Linked DNA regions of Zea mays: region 2 is linked to region 1. A link is a contact called in public Hi-C data. All regions are on one chromosome and are shown on one strand. The core of a region is the stretch at or near the end of the contact, and the rest is flanking DNA. Distances in the headings are between cores, read along the strand shown. Region 1 holds the start of LOC103651376 (putative receptor protein kinase ZmPK1). Region 2 holds the start of LOC100192072.

Region 1 (7,643 bases), core at 1,948-4,447:
TCTCCACGTACTCGTACACCAACAGCCTCTTGGTCCCCTCCGAGCAGAACCCCCACATCCTGACCAGGTTTATGTGGTTGATCCTTCCAATCAGGGTCACTTCTGCCCAGAACTCCTCCTCTCCCTGACGAACATCCGTAAGCTTCTTCACCGCCACTACCTTCTTGTCCTCAAGCACTCCCCTGTAGACGACCCCGGCGCCTCCTCTCCCGAGCTCTTCTTTGAACTTCCCAGTGGCTTCCGCCAGCTCACGGTACGTGAACCGCCTGAACGGGTTTGTGACCAGCTTGTACCCGTCCTCCATCGATTTGGGTATGCTGTGCTTGTTGAAGAACAGGTACCAGCCTGTCGCGATGACAAGCATCTCCAGAGCTCCCAGCACTGCAGCGAAGACGTACAGGTATGTCCAGTTGATGTTGTCCTTCTTTGTTCCGTACATGCTCGCCGGTCCCAGCATCAGCTCAGCAGAACCCGCCGGCCCACAGGTGAGGGCTTCTTTCTGGTTGGAGATCGATGAGTAGGCCGCCGAGCTGTTGAAACTCTTTGGTACCTTCATGTAGCTGTCTCCAGGGAAGTACGGGAACACCTGGCCGTTGTAGAGTAGGCCTTTAGTGTAGCACCAGCCATCCCCGCCCTTGTACGTGAACGACAAGCAGGCGCTGCTGTTCAAGCACATGTCCCGGCAGGCTTCGAACGGGACGGACTCGTTGGAGGACAGGTCGAAGCCGTAGTAGTCAGCGTGAGGCTGCTCAACGAAGGTGAACTCCTTTCCGTCGTCGGTCGTCAAGAACATGGGCTTGCATCCTCTGTTCCAGTTCGTCGGATCGACCATCTCGTAGTCCGGGGGGCATCTGCATCTGAGGCCACCCAGGTAGTCGCAGAGCCCGTTCCTCCCACACAGTCCATGCACATAGCACATCTGTATGACAGCCTGCCCCGTGACGCGCCACGCCCCCGTCGACGCGTTCAAGCTGTACATCCTGAAGTTGCCGTCGTAGCCAATCGTGATCCTCCTCTTGACCCCTGGACCAGAATCCGAAGCCTCTATCCTGAACCCGTCGCTGGATACGAAAGTACCCAGGTCGTCCAGGACCGCTACCCTGGTGCTGTTGAACCTGTTGCGGCCGTTCTTGAGGGCGTTGTAGTCGGGGCTCGGCCAGTAGATGCTGGTGATCTCCGGGCCGTCGTAGAGCATCCTCAGGACGTTGTCGTTGTCGAAGTAGAGGTGGTGGTAGCCGGAGACTAACCTCGTGTCCTTGGTCAGCTCCTGCCCGGGGAGCAGGGTGTCGGTCGGCGAGCGGAAGCTCTGCCACACGACCTTGTTGCTGCCGCTGCTGGAGTCGCGGATCACGAGGTTGCCGCTGTCGAGGAGGGCGGCCGTCGTGTGCCTGCCCGACGACGTCTTGGTCTCCCACACCGTGGACCCGTTGGTGTCCGTGAGGACCAGGTTGCCGTCGCGGTTCAGCGACAGTCTGGAGCCGTACTTGTTCACCGGAGAGTGCTGGCCTCGCTCTGCGGAGTAGGGGTTCGCCGTCCAGACGACGGTCCTCTCGGTGGCGCTGGCGCTGGCGCTGGGGGTGTACCAGATGGAGAAGGTGAGGGCGTTCGTGCCCACCTCGTGGAAGCCGCAGGAGAAGGTAGCGTCGGGCGAGAGGAGGGTGACCTTGTCGTGGTCCTCTCCTCTCATGTGCGAGCCGGTGGTCATGGTTCGCCATGGCGAAGCGCCAGAGCAGATCGGGGAGATCAGAAGTGGAAGAACCGCGAGATAGGGATGGAGATAGAGCAGCGCAGCCATTGTTGGACCTCGGAGAGCTTGGCAGCGCAAGCGTAAGAGTAAGTGGGGGAGAGGTTGGTGTGGTACCTTTATTAATTCTGGTTCCGCTCCTTGTGGTTTTAACTAGATTGATGACACGCACTCACTAGCGCATAAACTATCTCTGATGCTCGCGCACGGCACAAGGCAAAAACCGCAGACGGGTCCAGATGTGGACACTGTATTCCTGTCCTGTATACAGTTCCACTTTGGTTTTAGATGATGTGAACTGATGGGACCGTTTGTGCGTTTGTGAAAGCTAGAGGACCAAACCACAGGCAGGAAAGAAAGAATAATTGTCTACCAGACCAGTACGGTGGTTTAATTTGTTGTCTGTGTGAAATCGGTTACCCTACCATTTGCGTAAACCAGCATTTTTTTATCAGACACGATTAAAAAATGATGCTCATCAGAGTCAAAGTTAAGAGCGAACTGCGTACTGCGCTGTATGTATACTTTATTACCAAGTAGGTTCGATACAGTAATAACGAATCCACAGGTCAGATCTGTCGCCCATGTTCACATGTTTAATATTTGGTGGATTTATCGTTATGGCCAACGGGAATGCTGCAATAGCCGGTGCTCTACGAGCTTTACTGTACATAAGTTCTGCCTACAATTTTTTTTTTCTATGTACATGTGCTAAGATCCAACCGGCTTCCCCACCGTTAACGTGTGCGCCGACAGCATCGTTCGTTCGCAAGCAACAAAAACAAAAAAAAGGTGAAAGTCACATGTGTATCATCGCGCTTCTAGGCTCTTTCTGGAAACTGTATAATGCGTTATGTAGCATGCACTTGGCATCTCTGGTTACAAAGCTGCATGTCTATCTATTAATTAACAAAAGCTAAGGACAACTAGAACCATCTTGTTTCCCGGCCCACATGAGATTTGAGAATCCACGGTAAGCATGCGTTGCGTTTGTTAACTTTTGTCAAGATGCTCTTCATCCGGAAGCCGTGTCAAAGTGCAGTTCGTCGTGCCTTAGGCTGTACGAAAATTACACTATATATATAGAATGAAGTTAGAAATAGATAGTGGAATGATATTAGTGTGGAAGCAATGATGACTCAAAGATATCTTTACGACTTAATCACATTGCTAGTGCTTACTACTTTGAAGGAACTTGTCCATGACTTAATGGTCCACATTATTTCCCTTTAGTAAGCCTTTAGCCCTTTACTGAATAAATCACCGAGTCGTCTTCCACTCCACTTCACCGTGTCATTATCCCTTACCCCAATGGGCATCTTTTATCTTTATATTATAAAAGGAGTCTATGGGCATCTTAGCAAGAACAGTAGTATGTGATTTTGACGACCTGGTCACGGGTCTCATCCTGGAGTACGAACGAATATTGGAGTGGACCTCGTGTGGCTATGAGTAAAAGTAGGGATGGCAACGGGGAATTCCCGTCGGGTTTTAGTTCACCAAATCTATTCCCGCGATGAAATTTTTTTTTCGCAGTGATCCCTACGAACGCTTGCGGGAATATTTCTTTCCCGTTCCCCACGGGGATAAATCCCGGTCGGGGATCCCCATCTCCGCTTAAATTATAATTAAATCGTACTTCATTTGTTATTAATGTAAAACATTGTCACTTATACACATTGTTAGATGTAAAAATCATTATGTGCACATTAAAATCAATGTATTTGTACAACAGATGATCTCTTGACAAGGTAATTATTTATTTTTATCATTAACTATTACATGAAAACATTGTCACATGTAAGTTAACGGGTCCCCGCGGGGAACGGGGATGGAGAATTGATTCTCCATCCCCGTCCCCGTTTACCCGTCGGGGGAGAATTTTCCACCGTTTACATCCCTGTGGGGGAAGAAATTTTCCCATCCCCATCCCCTAATAGAGGAATTCCCTGCGGGGAATCGGGTATCGGGTCCCCATTGCCATCTCTAAGACTAGTCTATACTCTCTCTGTCTATAAATATTGGTCGTTCTCATTTTTTCGAAAAGTCAAATATTTATAACTTTGACCACATTATATAAAAAATATTAATATTTATAGTACATAATAGGTATCATTAGATAGCTCTTTAAATTTATTTTTATAGTAAAATTATTTGAACATACAAACTGTCAGGTACCGTAATTAGAGGTACCCCAATACTTCTAAGCATGGCTGGAAAACATCTTCAAAGCAGATCGTAAAGACTGGTAAGCACAGCTCAAAGCTAAAGCCTCATCTACCAAGGGACGCGATCTCGTCTCACCCAAGCCCGGCCTCGGGCAAGAACAGTAGTCCCGGACGGATTCACGCCTCGCCCGAGGGCCTCCTCAAGCAGTGGGCGCACCCCCGGCTCACCCGAGGCCAAGCTCGGGCAAATTTTGTCGTACAGCAACCTCGGCCAAATCGCCTTACCACCGACCGTATCGCATGCGCATTTAATGCGGGGATCACCTGACACCTTATCCTGGCACGCGCACCTCAGTTGGCAAGGTCGAAATGACCGCAGTCACTTCGCCCCTTTACTGATCGTTCTGACAGGGAAACAACACTATTCACCCCGTTCCGACTACTGTGCCAACCACCAGGGTAAAACTAACGACAGTAAGTCACGACCTCCCTCGAGTTCAGCCTCGGGCGCAACAGGGAGCTCCGCCTCGCCCGACCCCAGGCCTCGGCCTCAGCCTCAGCCTCGGCCTCGGGAGAAGTCACCGCCTCACCCGACCTCGGCCTCGGACCGACTACGCCACAGGGGATACATTATTACCCTACCCCTAGCTAGCTGCCTCAGGCTACGAAAGAACAAGACCGGTGTCCCATCTAGATTACTCCGGCAACAGGTAATGATGGTTCCCTGCATGCGTCCATGACGTCGATTGTTCTCAACTCTCTATGAAGGCAAAGAAACGTCAGCAGGACCCAGGGCCGCACCGCCAGCTACGCTTCTACAGGGCTCAAGCACTTCTCCGCCTGCCACGTTAGCGCATAGCTACACCCCCATATATACAGCTGGATCATCTCCTTGTATCTATAAAAGGGGATGTCCGGGGCCTTCCCAGAGGGAGGAAAAGAGGGCGAACGTAAAGGAGCCTAACTCAGACGGCTCACTCCAAGGCCAAACCCTCTCCCGCGAAGCTGGTAACCCCTACTACGAGCACCCCGGTGCAAGATAATATAAGCCTCATCCCCCCTCTCGTGTTTCATCTTGCATCAACCCATCTGGGCAGGGACACGCAGCATCAAATTCACTAGTCGGTTGAGGGTCCTCGTGGGTCCAAAACGCTGACAGTTGGCGCGCCAGGTAGGGACCCAGCTGCGTGTTGGCAATACTTTCCCGTTGAGTTCCAGATGCATAATCTTCAGCAACCTCTTCGGCCCGGGACGGTGCTCCGCTTTGGGAGTCTTGAGTTCATGTCCCCCAACGGCAGCTACGACATGGTACTCCTCCCCCCCGCAGTGCGACAACAACGACGGTCATCGGCTCGCCCGGCGGAGGCGAACTCGACGACGACATCTCCCCGTGGCGGAAGAGGAACACCCGAGTTTGCCCCGCCACCCTCCTCGCCGGAGGAGGAGGAGACGGAGCAACCATGGCCAGGCAAGAGGTGGCACCTCGTCGACTGTCGGACTAGAGCGAGTCGACGACGCCGGCACCCCTGCGGGAGACATGTCGGGTGTTATCCTCGCACCTGAGACAACGACGGGTGTCGCTTCCCAGCAACGTGCCAACCCCAGGCGGACTAATGACGCCAGCACCCTTGCGAAGGACTTGTCGGGCATTAGTCTCGCACCTGAGATAACGGCGCATTCCATCCCCGATGCGACTTCACCACCATCCATCGACCAGGAGCTACCATCTGTTTCCCATCCTGTTCCTTTTAGATTTAGCTTCGATCCACCAAGCGACCCCACTTTGGCGAGCGCTTTCGCAAGGGCATATCCTGGCCTTCTGGGGTACCATATGTGGTCAACTTGGGACATGTTGACGCCCATCTCAACCTCCGGACCCGCAGGTTCCGAGGAAGAGGACGACCCCGACTTCAGTTGGGATTTCTTCGGACTCCGTGATCCCAGTGCCATGCGAGACTTCATGTCCGCATGTGACCACTGCCTCTCCGGCTACTCTGACGATGGCCACAGCCTTGACGACGAGGGTTACGATCCAAGTCACGAGTGTTTCCACATCGATCAGGAGGATCACGACGAAGACAACCACCTCGGCATGCCAGGAAATGACGACACCCCTGTGCCTGCGTCTCGCGTTGAGATCCCGCGGGAGCTAGCTGTGGTCCGAGTCCCTGTGAGGGGTCAGGGCACACAGCTCGAGCAACTCCGCGAGATGTAGGCCAAGCTCGACGAAGAAATGGGGCGACTTATGCAGCTCCGACAAAACATCGAGCAGGAGTGGGCTGGCCGAGCACTCGCCGGAGGAGCGCGTCATCGAGCCCGGGACATCCACCGCCGTATTATTGACGATGCCAGGGCAGGGCTGCCCCCGGCCTTCAGCGGGGCCGGCCAGAACCTAGCTGCAGCGGCGATGTTACTTCGAACAATGCCGGAGCCATCCACCACCGAGGGGCGACGTATCCAGGGCAAACTCAAGGACCTCCTGGAAAATGCCGTTGTCCGACGAGCCGAGAGCTCTGCCTCCCAAAGGCGAGGAGGCCTCTCGGAGCATCACGCAGCGTCCTCCCGACGCATGTGCGAGGCCTCGGTCCACACCGAGCACACAGGAGACAGGACACTTGCAGCCCGGGATCGCCTCGGTGACGAGCAACACCGCCGCGACCATCGAGCCCGCCTCGAGGAGAAGGTGTGCCGAGGCTACCACCCCAGGCGCAGGGGATGCTACGACAGTGAGGAGGATCGGAGCCCCTCGCCCGAACCACCATTCCGCGGGTCTTCAGCCGGGCCATACGACGGGCGCCGTTCCCGGCCCGGTTCCGAGCCCCGACTACCATTACCAAGTACTTAGGGGAGACGAGGCCGGAGTTGTGGCTCGCGGATTACAGGCTGGCGTGCTAGTTGGGAGGAACGAACGACGACAACCTCATCATCTGCAACCTCCCCCTTTTCCTCTCCGACGCTGCCCAGGCCTGGCTGGAGCATCTGCCTCCTGCGCAGATCTTCGGCTGGGATGACCTAGTCAAGACCTTCGCTGGAAATTTCCAAGGTACGTACGTGCGCCCTGGGAACTCGTGGGATCTCTGGAGCTGCCGCCAGCAGCCAGGGGAATCCCTAAGAGTACATCCGGCGGTTTTCAAAGCAGTGCACCGAGTTACCTAACATCACCGACTCAGACGTCATCGAAGCATTCCTCGCCGGTACCACTTGCCGGGACCTGGTAAGCAAACTGGGATGCAAGACTCCCACCAAGGCGAGCGAATTGATGGACATAGCCACCAAGTTAACCTCTGGTCAGGAGGCGGTTGAAGCCATCTTCCGGAAGGACAAGCAGCCTCAGGGAAGATAGAAGGAAGACGTCCCCGAGGCGTCCGTCCAGCGTGGCAAGAAGAAGAAGCCCTTGGAAACTTAAAGGCACTTCTTACTAATGCGCCCATCTTGGTGCCCCCCGCTGCGGGAGAGAATCTCTTGATTTACGTAGCCGCAACCACTCAGGTAGTCAGCACTGCGGGCGTAGTCGAGAGATGAGAAGAGGGGCATGCACTGCTCATCTAGAGGCCAGTCTACTTCATCAGCGAGGTGCTATCCGAGACCAAAATCCGCTACCCACAAATCCAGAAGCTACTGTACGCGGTGATTCTAACACGGCGAAAGCTACAACACTACTTCGAGTCTCATCCGGTGACTGTGGTGTCATCCTTCCCTCTAGGAGAGATCATCCAGTGCCGAGAGGCCTC
Region 2 (7,643 bases), core at 3,269-5,768, 150 kb before region 1:
GCAACCTGTAGATTACTGGGAGATGAGCGTTAGACCAACATATCTTATTCACGTGACATTGGACGAGTTCCAGATTTGAGGAGTTTTTGTGTTTATTTATATAGCATTAGGACCACGGGATTAAGGTGTAATGAGAACTATTGTTATCCAAGCTTTTAGAAAGCATGCTGACTCTAATCCAAGCCCCATTTCTGTTGTTATCTGCATGGCATATTGAGACGTCGTAGCTATATATCAAACAAACAAAAAACACTTTTACTCCACACTATGGATTTCCCCCCGAGGAACCACACTATGGAATTTCAATATTACATGTTGTATTTGTGTTATTCTGTTCAGTACACATCTCATCTCAGGAAAGTGGAAACTACAAGTAGTCATTTGTTGGTAGGCAAGCCAATATGTCATATGCTTGGTTTATTCACTGTCACACAGAAACAGAAGACATCCATTTTCATTTATGCATGACAACTTTGATTAGTTCTTTAGAACTACAATCGCAAAACAATGCTGATTAGTTCTGCACATTTATGGTCTTGTAACCCTCTGTTTACAAGACAACACACTCCATACCCCTGTCATCTTAAAATCCAGTATATTTCCATGCCTAAATGCTAATTATTTTCCACTAAGGCCAAGCCGCTTTACACATTTTTGGTCATCTCTACCTGACAACCTGGTTGCCTGCCAATCCTGCACTCCAGTTCTATTCTTTTGCCAGTAGGAGTACTTCTCTTCAGAATTTTTGAACTTGGACAACTAATAAATTGTCTTTTTTTGTCGTGTGGCTTGTGACAACCCAGTGTTGCTTCCCTGCTAACCCGGCGGCGCACATGTGCTCGAGGTCCCACGAGCACTCGGAGGCTGGGACAACTCATTTTAAACTACCTGTATGTGATACCTACAACAACTCATTTTTGTACCATTCTTTTCAATTTAGTTGGGTGATACTTCGCCATGGAGTTCGTCCGCGGCGGGGAGCTCTTTGCGCGCGTCGCCAAGGGCCGCCGCAAGGAGGACACCGCGCGCAGGTACTTCCAGCAACTCATCTCCGTCGTCGGCTTCTGCCACGCCCACGACGTCTTCCACCGCGACCTCAAGCCCGAGAATCTCCTCGTCGACGAGCGCGGTGACCTCAAGGTCTCCGACTTCGGCCTCTCGGTGGTCGCCGACCAGTTCCACCCCGAAGGCTTCTTATCATCGGTTCATGTTACCGAAGGTAAAAACAAATATGCCATCTGAATTGAATTTTTAATCTCTCATATATGGATTGTGCTGAAAATGATGCACAGTATGTACAAATTCTCAGAGCTGGCCATAGCAGAAGTTGGTTTCGGACACCCAGATCACCTATCAAGAGCAGAGAAAATGCAAAGCCTAATAGAGTGCTCTTTACAGCACGTTCTTGGGTGCAATGTGGAGATCAGATTCAAACTTGTACCTTGTCCAGTGAGAAAATATGCTAGGTTGAAGAGACACTCGTTCAGTTTTCTCAGTTGCTCTGGCCGGAAGCAAGAGCTGTCAGATTCAGTTGTGACTGATGAAGACGAAGCTGTGAGGCCTGGGGCAAGGGAGACACCGCTTAAAGGCTACAAGGGCCAGCAGATTCAGTTTTGTCAGTTGCGTCAAGGCTACAAGGGAGACACAGCTTAAAGGCTACAAGGGAGACACCGCTTAAGTTGTGTCAGATTCAGTTTTCTCAGTTGCGCGTATGAGCCTTACGAGCAGTGTCCAAGATCAGTTTCAAGGGCTACTTACAGTTCAAGAGATGATGACTTGTAAGCAATCTGAACCTGTCACTGTTCCACTGTTGTTTGGTGACATCGTTATATGACTATTTGGTAGCACTTTATGCATTTTTTTTTGAATTGGCCAAGTAGCGTGGTGTCGTGCCCATAATAGAATAGTGACACTTAGTTGATCTTTTGTTATTTTTTTTCAGATGTGAAGACTAAGTAGGAGACAACTCATGGGCATAAGCAGATTTTCTAGAAGAGGAGAGCAGCACTTGATGACTTTGATAGGTTCAAAGTCATGCTGGCAAAGATCGAGGTCAGGAACCTCGCTATCAAATGTTTAGTTCGTGTTGGCACTGTTTCTATTGCTCGCTCACACTTTTTTCTTTATGTAAACAAAGGGGTGGTGCTATCAGGCAAGAGCTCGCCAAGTTGAAGAAGGCATCCATGGCTTAATGGGTATCTTTTAGTGGATGTCATGTTATAGTTTTTGGTTCTAAGTTGGATCAACAATTCGATTGAGTGTCGACAAAGACAGACATACTAATATGTTCCCTGTGAATACATTTCAAACTTTATCAAGCATGGAAGTGCTCTAGATATTTTATCGTGAATGATAATGAAATATATAAGGTAGCTTGCGTCAAATGCGTGATCTGTACCATTTTTGTTTTGTTTAAATATTGGAATAATCTATTTTGTGATATTGTCTAGGTTGATATATCTTTTTTGGGATTATATCACGTGCAAATGTAGCTATTTGTGTGAGAAGACGTCTGATCGACTCTTTTTCTTTTTTATATAAATAGCATTGAGATCAATTGTTTGTATATATCTTATCATAACATTTTTATTCGTAGCAATGCACGGACATTTACCTATTGTATATAAGTTATCATGATATTTATAAGTTGCCGTTGCAACGCACGGGCACTCACCTAGTCAAATCAGAAGAATCAAATGAAAGCGCCGGTGGTCCGTGCCAAAGTGGCTCCTACCTACCAGCTATGCGTGCTGGATAATCAATCGTCCGTGCTGAGCAAAACGGAGTGTACCGACACTGCTAGCTGGCCGCTGATGATTGAGAGTAGTGACGCGTCGCAACTTGTATATACTCCCGCTTGAGTCCATGACAGCGCAGAGAAGAGATGCCTGGTGCAGGATTGGCTACGGTACGATCTGCGTCTTAGCTGAGCAACAAGCCAGCAAGAGCAGGCCATCGACGATCATAAATTCATAATTCGTGTATCGTTGTTTGGAATCTATTTGGGTATACCATTTGATCGATTTGCTTCCCAATTTGAATCTACTGTATTTGGGTAAAGTTTCTGCTTCGCAGAAAACCAGATGCATTCAACCGAAGACCCTGCAGCCTGCATTGCAGAGTACTCCGTACCTGAGTGGAAGAAGAATCGACTGATTACCAAACGAGCGAACCTGGCACCACGTGCTCGCCCAAACCTTTTGCGCTCCGTTCCACCAGCACCAACCAACTCCATTACTAGCCTGACTGACCCCCATTCGTTGATAAATCCAAAACCGAAAACTAACGTCTAATGCCATCAATCAGAGAACACATTTGGACCAACTAATAAACGTTGCGTCAATTTTCTGGATCATTGTGTCCCACCGAACAAGAGAAAAGCACCACGTTTCACTGCAGCTAAGAAAATGATGGATCACTGGATGTGACCTCTTACAAGGATTTGTAGTTTTGTACCCACAAATGACTCAAGACTAGTGATGCAGTATCAACAGCGGCAGGCGCATAAATTGAATCACATAAGCCAATCTTACAAACCACCAATAGTACAAATTAAAGAAACTAGCGAGATGAAAGAAGTTTAAATAAACAGAGAGAAAGAAGGGGAAGGGAACCCGGGCATAGCATTCTCATCTTCAACTAGCTTGTCGTCCGTCCGTCCCTAGAAACGACGCACGGTCTCACTCTCACAACAGACAGCCAAGGACGGCGGCGAGGCCGGCGAAGCTCCAGCCGACGACCCTGGCGCCGGCGGCGCCCGTGGGCGCGGCGTCGTCGGAACCGGCCGACCCGGAGGGAGCGTCCGAGGACCCGCCCTTCTTGGGCTTCCCCTGGGACGCGGCGGGCGCGGCGGCGGGCGCCTTGGCCCCGAACAGCTCCAGGGGCAGGAGCACCTTGTCGACGGAGTAGACGGCGAGGGGCTTGACGGCGCTGAGCGCGTTGTTGATGGTGACCTCGGCGACGCCCGAGGAGACGTTGACCTGGTTGTTGGCGGTGGCGGTGATGTTGAGCGTGTAGGGCCCGTCGCGGCCGGAGGCCTGGGTGCGGACGGGGTTGCTGGCGGTCTGGAAGGAGTCCATGCTGTAGAACTGGGGCAGGACGTGGCCCTGCACCAGCGCCACCTGCTGCTGCTGCGTCAGCGAGTTGAGCGTGCCGGGCTTGAGGTTGTTGAAGGCGTTGTCGGTGGGCGCGAACACCGTGTACCCGCCGCCGCTGCTGGCGTACGAGCTGTTCAGCTGGCTGTTCAGCTGCGTGTCCTGCTGCGTCTCCTTCATCAGCCGCATGAACATGGTGAACTGCCCGCCCTTCTCCAGGATCGCCGTCACGTTCGGCGGCCCGCTAGGCGTCGCCGCGGGCCCGGGAGCCTGCGCCAGCGCGGCGGGAGCCACCACGGCCAGCGCCAGGAACGCTGCCGCCACGGCGATGCGCCTCGCCATTGGGGATTTGTGGGTGGTGGTGGTGGTGGTGGCCTGGTAGGCGGGCGTGGTCAGGATCCGATCGGAGTAGCTAGCGGTCGCGTAGTGAGCGATGGGTACAGAGGGTAGAGAGTGGTGGGGTTGGTTGATATAGGGGCTCGGCTGAAAGCGGGGGCGGGGTACAGCGTCGCACGGCTGGAGCTGAGCTGGTGGTGGGGCGGGGCGTACTGAGTGAGCCGGGCGGTGGTTGCCCGGTGGTTACGACCGGCGGGGGCGCGTGGAATATGAGAACATGCGTGCGCGACGGAGCAGATAATGGCCGTTGCTCCAATTACGTGAGCAGGAGGACATGAGGTCCAGGGCGTCCGCCGTCCGGCTCGGTGCCGGGGCGCGGCGAGGGGTGGAATGGATACACCTCGCTGGAGAAGACGTGTTACTGCCTGTCCGCACGCTGTCCAGGTGGTGCACGATGATAAATGGTGAATTGGTGGTGGCCTGGCGGCAAGTTCTTGGCGCTTCATGTGACGCCGACGCGTGAACGGCGGCGGCCACGGACAAACGGTTCCGCAATGACGCAATCGCGGGGTCGCACGGAACGGATGATAGGGGCGGTACTCAACATTTTAACTATTTATTAATACTCTCTCCTCGGTTCGAGAAAGGATATCGTTTTTACTTTTTGAGACTAAATTTAACTGACTCATCTTATTTAGAAGAATTTATAATTATTATTTATTTTTATTCTGATTTAGTTTAACATACAATTTACTTTAACTATCAACCGATTTTTTCTCAGTCTTCATAAATATTTTGAATAAAACAAACCAGTCAAACTTAACATAAAAAAAGTCAGACGACTTCATTTCTGGACAGAGGGAGTATCAAGTTTTATTTGTACTCATTTGTAAACTAAATTAATTAAAGGTTCACTTAAATTTTAAAGAAACATTGAAATCGTGATCCAATGGATCACTACGTTCTGATAGTGGCCGTTGCAGCATGTCTAAAGAGTTTTTTTTGTAAGAGTCGTTTTTATATGTTTACTCTATAACAGTTTTTTATATCTTAAATATAGAAGAAATTTCTCTTTTCTCTATTATATAAAGCATCGATTTTCATGGTCGCCATTTTCCTTTCTCGTTATATACAAAAATAAGGTAAAATTATAGAGCAGTAAAGGTTCAAACTTTGGTTGTTGGCTCCATATTTGCACTCATCTAACAAATAGAATACATATTTTTTGTGTTTTATTAAAGCAAAGTATATAATGTGATATATTGAAATTATAGCAATATATACACGGGTATCTGACTAGTTTATTTTTTATATTTGCTAGCGATCTTATTCTTGTAAATCCGAAGCAGAAGATACTTATATTTAGATAACTAAATAAAAACGGTTAGAGAGTATTTCATTAAAATTTCTACTCCTAATTATTTAAAAATGTTAAAGAGTATTTGATTATAGAGTTGTTGCTCTTACCGTCTTACGATTTGTGGGCTATTTTTTAGGTTGTATTGTACATTCTCATGTGGGCTTGTGGCTCAATGGCCACGACCCGCAATACAGTTATGCACGCGCAAAGGCGTCAGGATCAAGATTTCAAGAGCTATGTGTTGACTTTTACATGTCTTAGATTGTAACAGTCACGGGACTAGGAAATGTTTTTAATTTTTAAAAAATATACAGAAGGTATTGTACTAATGCAGTATGTACCTGTACTCAAGACACGAAACAAAAATAGCAGCGCAGGAGACCAAGGACAACGTAGTAGTACATCATACTCCCTCCGTTTCTTTTTATTAGTCACTGGATAGTGCAATTTTGCACTATCCAGCGACTAATAAAAAGAAACGGAGGGAGTATCAAGTTATAACTCATTTTGGCTTTGTATAAGCTAAAATTCGTCGTTCAAACCATTTTTAAATGAAACAAATTAGGTGATCTTCAAACAAAATGCATATCAAAATATAATTCGTGTAAAATTTAATAAAACTAGTTTGATGTTTATATGTTGCTACATTTTTCTATAGACATGGTCATTGTTTTAGTCTTTTTACAATCGCGACATGTGCATAGTCCTTTAGAAACTAATCATCAATATCCATCAACAAAGGCATGGATACTTCTCGATCCCAATCATCATGCATTATTGTGACCATAACTTACCTTATGTTTGCAAAACACATATTAGTCATAATAACCTTATGTTAGCATTAATAACTAAAAAACAAACTAGAACCTACATGTTTTTACCTTCTTCCGGCACATGTGAGGATACCCTACTCATGTAGTTTGAGGTTTCTCCGCACACCTCAGCGTCTGACATGACTGTGTTGACCCCTTTAGAGAGCCCTTAGGTTTTGTAGTTTTGGGTGCTTGCGGCTAAAGAGGGAGAGGGAAGTATGTGAGGATAGGGAGAGTGATAGGTGGATGATTTGCTACCATTATGTGTAATACTCTTATATCTTCATATGTTGCATACATATTTTCTTTATGCATTGTATAATACTTTACATTTGCATCTGTATGATATATCATGGCATGTGCTACTCCCTTTATATTATGTCATGTCACACTTGCTCATTTGTGATATTTCTTATAATATTTGATTCAAACGAGCTTATTTAATCATGTACATGTGCTTAACCTTTCTCTTATAAAAGCACATGTTGTGGACTTGATTTATATGAACTTGCACTAACATCATGTTTTAACGACACAAGTTCATGCAGATCAAGTACTTTGAAAACCTTAAATCTTTCTTTCACATACTCGACGTTGTGTTGTCGTCAATCACCCAAAAGAGAGAGACTGAAAGCATCTAAGCTACTAATTGGGTTTTGGTGATTAATGCAATACTAGATTATTATAATTAATGTGTGTTTTGCATAGACAAATTGATTTAGGTCACATTGATTTTTTATTAATTGGGCTTACTTGTTTTTCATGCCTCTATTGATAGTATTCAATTATCGGTTTTGAAAGGATGAGAAACAAAGTTAAGAATCATAGGTCTGCTTAACTCTAACTTCTGTGCACGGAAAGGTGGATCTACCGTTATCAGAAATGTCCAAAATAATTTAGTCATTAATAGTAACTAACGCCATGAATTCGAATGCATCCATTACCATTCGTTGAAAGCCTACAGACTTGATACGTCAAGCCAAGCTCAGCACACGCGTGTGGCTCAGTCTTCCCTAATTTCCATTTCTCAATAGGTGGCCA

What was found. A called contact is a pair of places that touch in the nucleus more often than the background predicts.
Region 2: a Hi-C map of ear shows a contact between it and region 1, with 1.7 times the contacts expected there. The contact joins the promoter of LOC100192072 here to the promoter of LOC103651376 in region 1. A contact is called at or near these places in 2 of 25 Hi-C or Micro-C datasets (ear and endosperm).

Annotation. Positions count from the first base shown.
Region 1 is chr3:215,941,885-215,949,527 of Zm-B73-REFERENCE-NAM-5.0, reverse strand. LOC103651376 (putative receptor protein kinase ZmPK1) reads right to left here and starts at 3,197. Exons shown (of 1, transcript XM_008677003.4): 1 at 1-3,197. The coding sequence starts at 1,795.
Region 2 is chr3:216,091,359-216,099,001 of Zm-B73-REFERENCE-NAM-5.0, reverse strand. LOC100192072 reads right to left here and starts at 4,518. Exons shown (of 1, transcript NM_001137495.1): 1 at 3,482-4,518. The coding sequence starts at 4,436. The coding sequence ends at 3,687. LOC103651380 (CBL-interacting protein kinase 17) reads left to right here. Exons shown (of 4, transcript XM_008677006.4): 1 at 1-1,219; 2 at 1,310-1,778; 3 at 1,943-2,052; 4 at 2,138-2,458. The coding sequence starts at 958. The coding sequence ends at 1,653.